2 separate regions of the Mus musculus genome follow, and region 2 is linked to region 1. The links are chromatin contacts, called in public HiChIP or PLAC-seq maps. All regions are on one chromosome and are shown on one strand. Each heading gives the region's core, a stretch centred on a gene start, on an enhancer-like site or on the middle of the called end of the contact. The rest is flanking DNA. Distances are from core to core; before and after follow the strand shown. Region 1 overlaps Gm39696 (a long non-coding RNA gene). Region 2 has its middle 100 kb from the start of Mir6354.

Region 1 (4,876 bases), core at 1,022-3,521:
GGCTTCCTTTGGCCTCAGAGAGCAATTGCACTCATGTGCTCATTCACACATATAAATTAAAAAAGAAAAAGTAGAACAAATTTTGTTTTAGTTTTTTTTTTTTTTTTTTTTTGAGACAGGGTTTCTCTGTGTAGCCCTGGCTGAACTGGAACTTGCTCTATACACCAGGCTGGCCTTGAACTCAAGAGATTTGCCTGCCTCTGCCTCCCAAGTGCTGGAGCCAAAGGTATGTATACAACAGGCCTAAAAACAATTTTACAAACGTTCTCGATCTGATGATCATTATAACTAATCCTCCCTCCCTCCCTCCTTTTTTTCTTCTTTTAAATTATGTTTTTTTAGAAAGAGAACTTACTATGAACTCTGACCAACATGGCTGCCTAAATATAACCTGTAGCAAAAGCACACCAATAGACATGCTAATAACCGGAAGTGGCGAGCTTTTGAGGCTTCAACCCTAAGCAAAGATTTACAGGTAACGAAGGAATTCTGAGAGGGGGAGAAATGGTCTTCCTCAGGGAAGAGCTGACCGATTGGATATCTAGAACTAAATGGTCAGCTTTGAAAGCAGGTATACAAGTAACACTCTATAGACAGAGCAGTGGGTATTTATATATTTAGAGGCACACATTTTAACAACAGTTCAAGGAAAAGAAGTCATGAATTTGAAAGAGCCATGGAAGGTGGTTCAGAGGGGAAAAAAAGGGAGGAGGAAAATGATGTAATTATATTATAATTTCAAAAAAGAAAAATAAATAAAAAGATGAAGAGAAGTTGTGCCAAGGCCTTGGAAAGACAGACATAAAGTTTATATGACTTGTGAAACACAATTATGGAATTCAGAGATTTCTTGTTTGCAAAGAAGATTCAAAGACTTATTAAATGTTGGTTTTAAATTCAGTTGGAAAGACATGAAGTTTATATGTCTTATAAAGCATGATTGTGGAATTCAGAGATTTCTTGTTTGCAAAAAGGATTCAAAGATGAATTACTTGAATTTATTAAAACGTTAGGTTCAGAATCCATTGGCTTTGCCTGTGGAAAGGGTCCATTTGCTTCTCTGATTGAATTATTTTATCTCGATTATGAAACAGGGTGTGGTTGTTTGCACACTAGCTGGGGTGAGCAGTCTGAAAACAGCCCAGATGACCATGATCATGAAATTTAGGTGAAAGAGCAGAACATTTCAATTGTGGACAAAGATCCTGCTGAGGCTATCAGGACCGAGAGGGAAACGGGAGACCTTGTTTCTGAGGTCAGGCAGGAGATGCTGGGTACCTCAGTCATGTGAAGGGCATGATGATGTTGTGGTTCAACATGGGACTGGAAAAAGAGGGGTTAAAAAAGTTAATATTCAGCAATTAAAGAACCAATTACCAAAGGAAAAACTGGACATTAACCAAAGAAGACAAAATTCCACTGTGAGGCAATCAAGAGGAAGGATAGACAAAATAAGTCTCAGGGATTAATAAGTCTCATAATTTGTACTGAGTAAACTAAAAGTGTTAAGGAATCTTCCCTCTTAGCATTCCCTTTTCAAAAGAGAGGATATGCAGACGGTATTGAGCAATAAAGGCAGGGAACTCACTGATGTTTTGATACAGAGTGAGGAGGGTAACCAGAGGAAAACGTTCCTGAAAACATCCAGGCAGAGGAGTAAATGATTCAGTCATTAATATTGCAAGATTAAGCCTCTCTCTTGTTTTGGGGGAGAATTAGAGCGAGTTCATGCAGAATAAAGCAATTACCACACATGAGCTCAAGTGAAGGTTCCCTGCCTCCCCATGGCATGCGTGGCTTCGTGCCATGAAATCAGAGTAGACAAGACTCAGGCGTGTCATTGGAATTCCAGAAAGTTGTGAAGTCTACATTTCAGGGCGGAATCGGCTTTTTCAACTTCAGGAATGAATTCAGGGAGGCTTAGATTTAGAATAATGGGGATTCTTACATTTAGAAGGCCAAACTGGAACTTACTAGCTCAGAGGCAAAAATGTATATTGTGTGTGTGTGTGCATTTGTGTGTGTGTGTGTGTGTGTGTGTGTGTGTGTGTGTGTATGCGTTTGTGTGTGTGTATGCATGTGTAGGCACATTGGAATAAAAATGAACTGGAACATGGAAAGTCCTTTAACCATTTAAAGGTACAATTGTTTCATTAATATTTACTTATATCTGATTAAATATTCATGATGCCTTGCCTCCTTCCTTGTCTAACAGTGCTTCATTCATGACCATCTGCACCAGCTCAGCACAAGGGAGGTCTCAATTAGCCATTCAGGCTGACAGCCTCTCAGCAAAGGGGCCCCTTCCCCTGCGATGGGCCGCAAGCAGACGAGCTTGTCTGTAGGCAGAAGCAACAGGGAAATAGAGGTGCCCTAGACTGGACTTATGGTCCAGCTGAGGCTGCCGTCTTGGCTGACCCTTCAAGAATGCAGACAGGATGGCTTTCAGGAGTGGAGCAGTAGATATAGGTGCGAGAAACATCTGCCAAGGGCACACGGTCTCCTGTAAGGAAGCAACAGTGTGCCCTTGACACCTCTGTCAGGTTTCTTAGCTGCCATTGTGAGGCTAGGCAATGGCTGAGCTGGTTTCAAATATAGATGTATTAGTCTAGAAAATAAGACTGAAAGTGTCTTCTCTTAAAGGACCAGATGGGGGTGGGGCAGGGGTGGAGTCAGTAATTCCGGGGATGGCAATTACTTATTTGCACAACTCTTTTCTGAGGTCTCAGGCTCCTTCATGCAGACCATCATGGCTACCTGAATTAACCCTGTGTTAGCATTCCGTAACTTTTTTCTAAAGGGCTTGTCTCTGGAGCACCCAGACTGCTGGATGGTATCATAAATGGCTAGACAGTTGAATCATGGTGGGAATGCTTATCTACCATGAAGGTTGATCGTACATGAGTGACGTTCTTGTCCATTGCTGAAAATCAAATATCCAGTGCTGGAGAGATGACATATTCAGCAATGTGTATGCTGTCTAAGCACGAGGGTCTGAGGTTGATCTCTGGTTCCCTCAGGAATAAGGTCTAAGTTCAGGAGGATGCGCTTGTAGTCCCAGGGGGAGGTAAGGACAGGAGATATGCCCATGACTTGCTGGACAATAGCCTAGACAAGCACTGAGATCCAGGCTCAGTGAGAGGCCCTCCTTCCAACACTAGGATGAACATGATTGAGGTAGAGTATGCACCACCTTCTGTCCTTCATGTGCACATAAGTGCATGTGTGCTCATGAGCACACACATGAACATGTACACACAGGAGCATGTACACACACATAGGCAAAAGCAAATGCCCACTTTTTAATCTTTAAATGATGCCAGACTGTGTGGGGACTGGGATGACATTAGAATAGAGGACTGCTTCCATAAGCATGCCCGCGTTCTAACTGCCAGAACCTTTGACTATGTCACCTTCCAAATGACTTTTAGGACTTGGCTAAATTGAAAGTCCTTGATGGGGAGACAAGTTCTGGATTATTCTGCTTACTCCCGCCTAACCATATGAATCTTAAAAAATGTAAATTAAGGTAAAAGAGTGGTTTGGAGTGATATGACATACTGGCTTTGAAGATGGAGAAAGCTGCTATAAGCCAAGAAGTTTAAGTAGTCTCCTAAGGCTGGGGTACCAGACCCAAGTGGTGAGGAACTGAATTCTTCTAAGAATCTGGAAGAGTAGCGAGCAAAAGCTGTTGATGCTATATTTTCATCTGGTGTGCCTCATCCTACACTTCTGGATCCAAACACCATAGATATGCCTGTCTTGACACCATTGTCTGTGATAACTGTTAAGGGTGGCAATAGAGGATTAACACAGCATCTCCAACCAGCACTCGCCATCACATGTCCAGGTTCTTTGCACTTAGGCCTCGCCCAGGAATCAGGATGGACGCAGAATGCAAAGGAAACCTTCCTTCCTTGCTTGGGAAAGAGCCAACCCGCCCGCCCGCCCGCCCGCCCGTGGGTCCTTTGCCTTGCCAGCTGCTCCAGAGCTCTTCCGGTTCCCATGCGGCTTAATGGAGAATGCAAGACGCAGAACCCAATTTTTTAATTTGTATTATTTAGTTTGGATCAGCAAATGTCTCCCGAGCTGTGTCCTGTGCAAAGTGAAATCACCTATACGCTGTGTCTTTAAAAGCCGGGGAAGTGCGCTGAGCAGCAGCTGCAGTCAATACCAATTTCCACATCTGGATCGATACCATCGGAGGGCTCAGGAGCTGCGAAGATTGTTTCACACACATTCTCCAGAGAGGGAGGGCTGGGGGAGAGGAAGGGAATTGGTTTTAATGATTTCATGGCTCTGAGTATTCCCTCTCTCCCTCTTTTCTTTAAAAGAAATAAATACATAAAATTAGAAACCAAATTTACGGACCTGTCAGTCTGCATCAAATCCAGTGTCTTTCCCTGACCTGTCACCGAAAGTGGCATCCAATCTAGCAAATGGCTTGATGCCGTGTGGGGGGCTCCGCAGCACTGTCTGTAATAACGCAGCAGTAAACATGCTTGCAGCGGGCCTCCCCTCAAGGACTTTACAGGCACTTCCTCAATCTGCAAAGACCAAACCAAGGTCCAGCAAAGGGTTCCCATCCACCCACAGAGAACAGCTGACTGGAGCGACTTCCGTGCAATGCCTACATGTATGTGTCTGACCGGCGAGGGTCTGAAATTCATAGGTCCTTTCTGTGTACCCCGGATTGGCCCCTCTGAATGCTGGAGTCTCCTGTAGCACTGGGCCGGGGAACTGTTTTTTTCACCAGGCCTGGTTGCCAAGATAATGCAACTGAGATGGAATAGCCGAGCAAGGGCGAGGATCATATGTCATTAGCCTTCCTGGAAGCTTTCCCAGTAGGTCAGGGGCTCCGGCTTTTTTTTTTTTT
Region 2 (4,876 bases), core at 1,651-4,150, 450 kb after region 1:
GCAACTAATAGATGCCTGTAACTCAAGCTCCAGGACAGTCTGCCTACATCAGTCATCCTCTGCAGACACGTGCACTCATGTGCACACACAGACACACAGACACACACACACACACACACACACACACACACACACACACACACACACGGGGAGAGAGAGACAGAGAGACAGAAAGACAGAATTAAAAAATATTTTTAAAACAGAAAAGAGTATATAGTTAGATTGTGATTATTATAGAATTGTGAATATACCAAAACTAATGAAGTCACATTTTAGATGAAAAAATATTGTATTATTTTAGACGTGGTACCCTGATAAAACTGTTGAAGAGAAAAAGAGAATTGTCACCAGTCCCACAGATCATAATGCTTAAAACACAAAAAACATAAAGATATGTAAATTGCTAATATCTGTATGTAGAAATGATAAACTTCTCTCATGATTTCAAAACTAAGACATTAAAATAAAATGCCACTTTTCAGAATTTTTGACAAGGATCTAAGAATGTTCATGTGTTGTTATATACTGTCAGAAATATAAATTGTATTAAATACTTTAAGATTTAGTTTGAGCAAATAAATGCATCATACTAAATATCTACAAATAGACAAATATAAAAGGCTATTTAAAGCATCCTCACTCTAACTGAGGATGATCTTAAACTCCTTATGTTCCTGTCATTACCTCCCAAATTCTGGAATTAGGGTCCTGCAAGACGTGCTGGAGCAATGGTGGCCCAGAACTTGTGATAATGACCAACCAAAGACTTGTTTAAGTTGAGGGCCACACTTCGGGTCTGACACTGCTGTATGGCTAGGAATTGGTAGATGGATAGTCCAGAGACCTAGGGTAGAACCAAACACAACTGGAAAATAGTTAATCAAATAATTCCTAACGATATTAAAATACACCCATCCATCGGTGCCTAGCCCAATCATCCTCAGAGAGGCTTCCTCAAGCAGTTGATGAGGGCTAATATTAGGTAGAGCTTGGAGAATTCCCAAAAAACCAAGAATTGGAAGGATTGTGGGACACAGGTAGAATACGGCCTGGAGACTCAACTAACCAGGGCTCACAGTGGCTCATAGGACTGTAGCAGTAATCATGGAGCCTGCATGGATCTCCACTATATTCTCTGCATATATGTTATGATTGTTTAACCTGGGTTTTTGTGGGACTCTGAACAATGGGAATGGGGATGTCTCTGACTCCCTTTCCTGTTTTGGGGAATCCTTTTCATCCTACTAGGTCACCATGTCCAGCCTTGATATGAGGGTTTGTGCCTAGTGTTAATGTGTCTTCTAATGCTATGTTCAGTTGATACCCCTGGAAGGACTGCTCTGTTTCAAAGGTTAATGGAGGATCAGTGGATCTGGGGAAGAGAGGAAGGGGAGGGGAAACTGGAAGAAGTGGAGGGAGTTGGAATTGCAGTTGGAATGTATTGTACAAAAGAAGAATAAATAAAAAGAAAAAAGAAAAGAGAGAAAAGGGAGAAAATACCAGTAGCAACAAAAAAAGTGTCATTGTTTGGTTTAATTTAATTAATACAAATGTAGTCTAATAATATAAATGTTTATGAATGAACAGTATACTAAAATCCATCCACGTTATGAAATATATTCTAAGACAATATGAAAGAAGATATGTAATATGGTATGAATAGTGTGAGCAAAGGAAAGTGTTGTAATATAATCATGTGACTCTTGAAATACTGAGCGAGCATACTGAGAATAAGTATATGGAGAATGAGTACTGTAGCGGTTCTCAACCTTCCTAATGCTGGAGCCTTTAATACAGTTCCTCCAAAAGTAATCCATTGACCTTCACAACTGTACTTTTACTTCTGTTATGAATTGTAATGTAAATATCTGATATGCAGGATACCTGATGTGTGATTTCCCCCCACAGGTTGAGAACTGCTGGGGTCCACCAATAGTTTTACTTGTGCCAGGAATGGTAGAAAAGAGACACCAGGAGCTGTTAAAATAATGTGGGCAAAGGAATAGGACAGAAACTATTTTTTACTACTGCTATACCTAGGCTCATGATTTTGAAGAGCAAGTGCTTTATTCAAATGTCTGAAATATATACTGAGTTGGTGTCATCTTGTGGCAACATAAATAATGTTCAGTAGTTACTGAGGTCCACAAAGTGGACTTTTTTATATTACACATACTTTTAGTGATTGATCTTATCATTTACATTTGGTGGTGCAGGAGGGGAAAGAGAGCTGGACAATTATGGATGATTTAGGTCCCTTCCATCTTTCTGCTCTTCTCCTCCTAGCAGATTCTAAGCTCAAGGCCACTGCACTAAGATCAAAGATGGAGCTTTATACAAGCAGCACATATCTTTTGAAGTCTCAGACTTCAGTTTAAAATGCCTTCATTTAGCTCTGATTGTTAACAATCATTATCACCAAGAATATTACAATTGGCCAATTTCTACTGTAATTAAAATGTCAGGGTAAAAATTGCACTCACATTGGTCCTTTATAACTCTGCACTTCCACTCTGAATAGCTTATACATTTAAACAAAGACCCAGGGGCACGTGCCTATTAAAAACACAGCTTTATCAAATACATTCTTACTAATTTTATTCTTCAACAATTTTCTTTTCTATGTGTCCTCTCAATGCTCGTATGCAGTAAACACTTTTTATCCGAATTCTTCATCTTGTACATTTAAAATGTGGCCTGTATCAGAATATTGAGCTTTGACAGTTGCTCTGTCATCTCTGGTATTCACATGTGGCACCATTATAAAGTGACAGGTCCTTCATAATTCCCTTTGAATTCGTTATGGTAATGATAATCGTAAGTGATGAACTTTGTGTATTTTATGGACATAATGGGCAATTCTATATGACTGAAACTCTAATTTTGCTCTATACTAATGGGCACTAATTGTAATGATCAGTGATCACGTCACTTAAAGGCGGTAGTGATAGCAAATTGATGACAGCCATGAAAGCCCGCACACCATTTGAATAGAACTTGAAGCTGCCATTTTCAAAGACGAGAGAGCAAAGTGACCATTAGGCAATGATTTTCCTATGTTGTCTATCTCCCAAGTTTCCCTATTTTTGACTCAACGAGGCATCTTGTTCTTACTGCTGACAGCTTCCTCACTTTGCCTGCTTCCTATTCCACTATTACTTCTGTTGTAATAGATATGCACACCATTCTCAGAAAAGGGGGCTTTGAAGAAAAGAACATCTTTAAAACTGTGGTACTGGATAGACAATATTTTGAATGAAACAATTTATGGATGGCTGACTTAGAAACTATCCAGCTGCCATCGAGCATCTGGAGAGAATGGTACACTAGACTTACTCTCTACCCCCTTGTTGATATTCTGGAGTGTGACCACATAAGGACAGTTTTTTGAGAGTTATTAAATGGATGTTCTGGTACAGTGGTGATTTTTGGTTTCTTTTAAAATACAAAAATATCATGTGATGTCTTTGTTATGCTTTTATCCCAGGTATGGGATATTGATATGAGGACGCTTCCAATTGTCCACAGCAGCTAACTGTGATTTGTCTTATGCTCTGGCAGGGGTATGATTTTGCCAGCTAAAGATAGTTGACATTTGGAATTCTGGGAATTCTGAGAGGGTGAAGAATGCCAGAGCCCTGAGAGAGGCTGCAGCTCCACTGCCGCTGCTGTCCCTGCTGTCCCTGCTCTTGCTGCTGTTGTTGGTTGCTGATTGCTGGTTGAATGTATCTTCATGATGAACATTGGACTTGCCTCCAAGGAACTGAACACCCCTAATCAGCAGAAAGTAGTCTAATGATATTGACTTCCACTTTCCCCTCTAAACTTTCTCTCCTACCCAGTGTTTAGGGATAAGGGTGGAGAAGGGTGGTAGGGAAAAGAACCCAGTAAAGTATTCAAAAGTATGTTTACATTAAAGCTACAGATGGGCTCCAGCTCAGGTTCAGCGGAGAGTGAAACGACTCAAGGGTACAGAATAAAGTGAAAGTCAGTGATATAAAAGGAGATGAGTTTCCCAAATATTGAACATAGACAAGCACTAGTGTTGATTCCAGTAGCAACTATATGCAGAAACTGAAGCAAATCCCACATGTATCCAAATTCATATGGAACCCTATTAAGGATCTACACTTCACAAAGTAAGACTCAATTTGATTGGACATCATGTTCTTTAAAGACCCTTCTTTGTCCACTCCCAGGATGAGTACAGATGTGCCCTTCATGTTATTTATTCTTTTTATTGCTAGGTGATAAAGCTTGCTCTTTAGTTAATTCCCTTTGTTAAAGATGAATCCTTTAAAATTGTGAGATTATTTAACTGATTTCTGTTGTATGTGGCTCCTTTGGTATGATAGGGCCATGGTGAATATGGTAGTAAGGACAGAATTATGTAATACATGAGTGAATGGGCAAGTAGAGTAAGAGTCAGACAAGGTCTCTGTGTTACAGAGCTAAATCCGCAGGGTGGGTTCAGTGAAGAGTCTATTACCATCAAAGTGTATATTACCACATAGCCACTCCATACTCACATGCCTTCTTCAGTGTGTCTTTTAGTTAAGTGTGAAGATTTCAGGGGTCTACATGGGTTAGACTGATTTTACAGTACACTGAAGTTTCATAAAACTATAGCACAAGTTCCCTGTGAAAGATTAACGGGACATTGCAATTATAAAAGGCTTAAAAATAAAACCCTTTACAAGATGCATAATTCAAAATTAAAGGACTGTTACTTCCCTTGTTGTTTCTTATGAATGATTTTTAGATTAAAGCTGATAAGAAAACCACCAACCTTAAGCTTTGTCCCTTTATACATTCTTCAAGATAAAGATGATATTAGAAACTGACAAGTTTGTAAATACTTGTATATAATAGGTTA

Evidence for each region. HiChIP or PLAC-seq counts read pairs in DNA pulled down with a chosen protein or histone mark.
Region 2: a contact with region 1 is called in an H3K4me3 HiChIP or PLAC-seq map of embryonic basal ganglia, with 3 times the contacts expected there. The contact joins two enhancer-like sites. A contact is called at or near these places in 1 of 115 datasets of contacts at active chromatin or transcription factors (embryonic basal ganglia) and 1 of 9 other capture datasets (embryonic trunk).

The regions. Positions count from the first base shown.
Region 1 is chr1:168,471,575-168,476,450 of GRCm38.p6, forward strand. It overlaps Gm39696 (a long non-coding RNA gene), which reads right to left. Exons shown (of 3, transcript XR_865718.1): 3 at 4,060-4,257. Among named protein-coding and RNA genes, the nearest start is that of Mir6348, 17 kb to the right of the region's middle. Within about 2 kb of position 2,272, at least 49 of the 459 cell types and tissues checked have an H3K27ac peak or open chromatin away from gene starts, as enhancers often do. A contact at or near this core is called in embryonic basal ganglia, where this site is marked.
Region 2 is chr1:168,916,026-168,920,901 of GRCm38.p6, forward strand. No RefSeq gene overlaps it. Among named protein-coding and RNA genes, the nearest start is that of Mir6354, 100 kb to the right of the region's middle. Within about 2 kb of position 2,901, at least 2 of the 459 cell types and tissues checked have an H3K27ac peak or open chromatin away from gene starts, as enhancers often do. A contact at or near this core is called in embryonic basal ganglia, where this site is marked.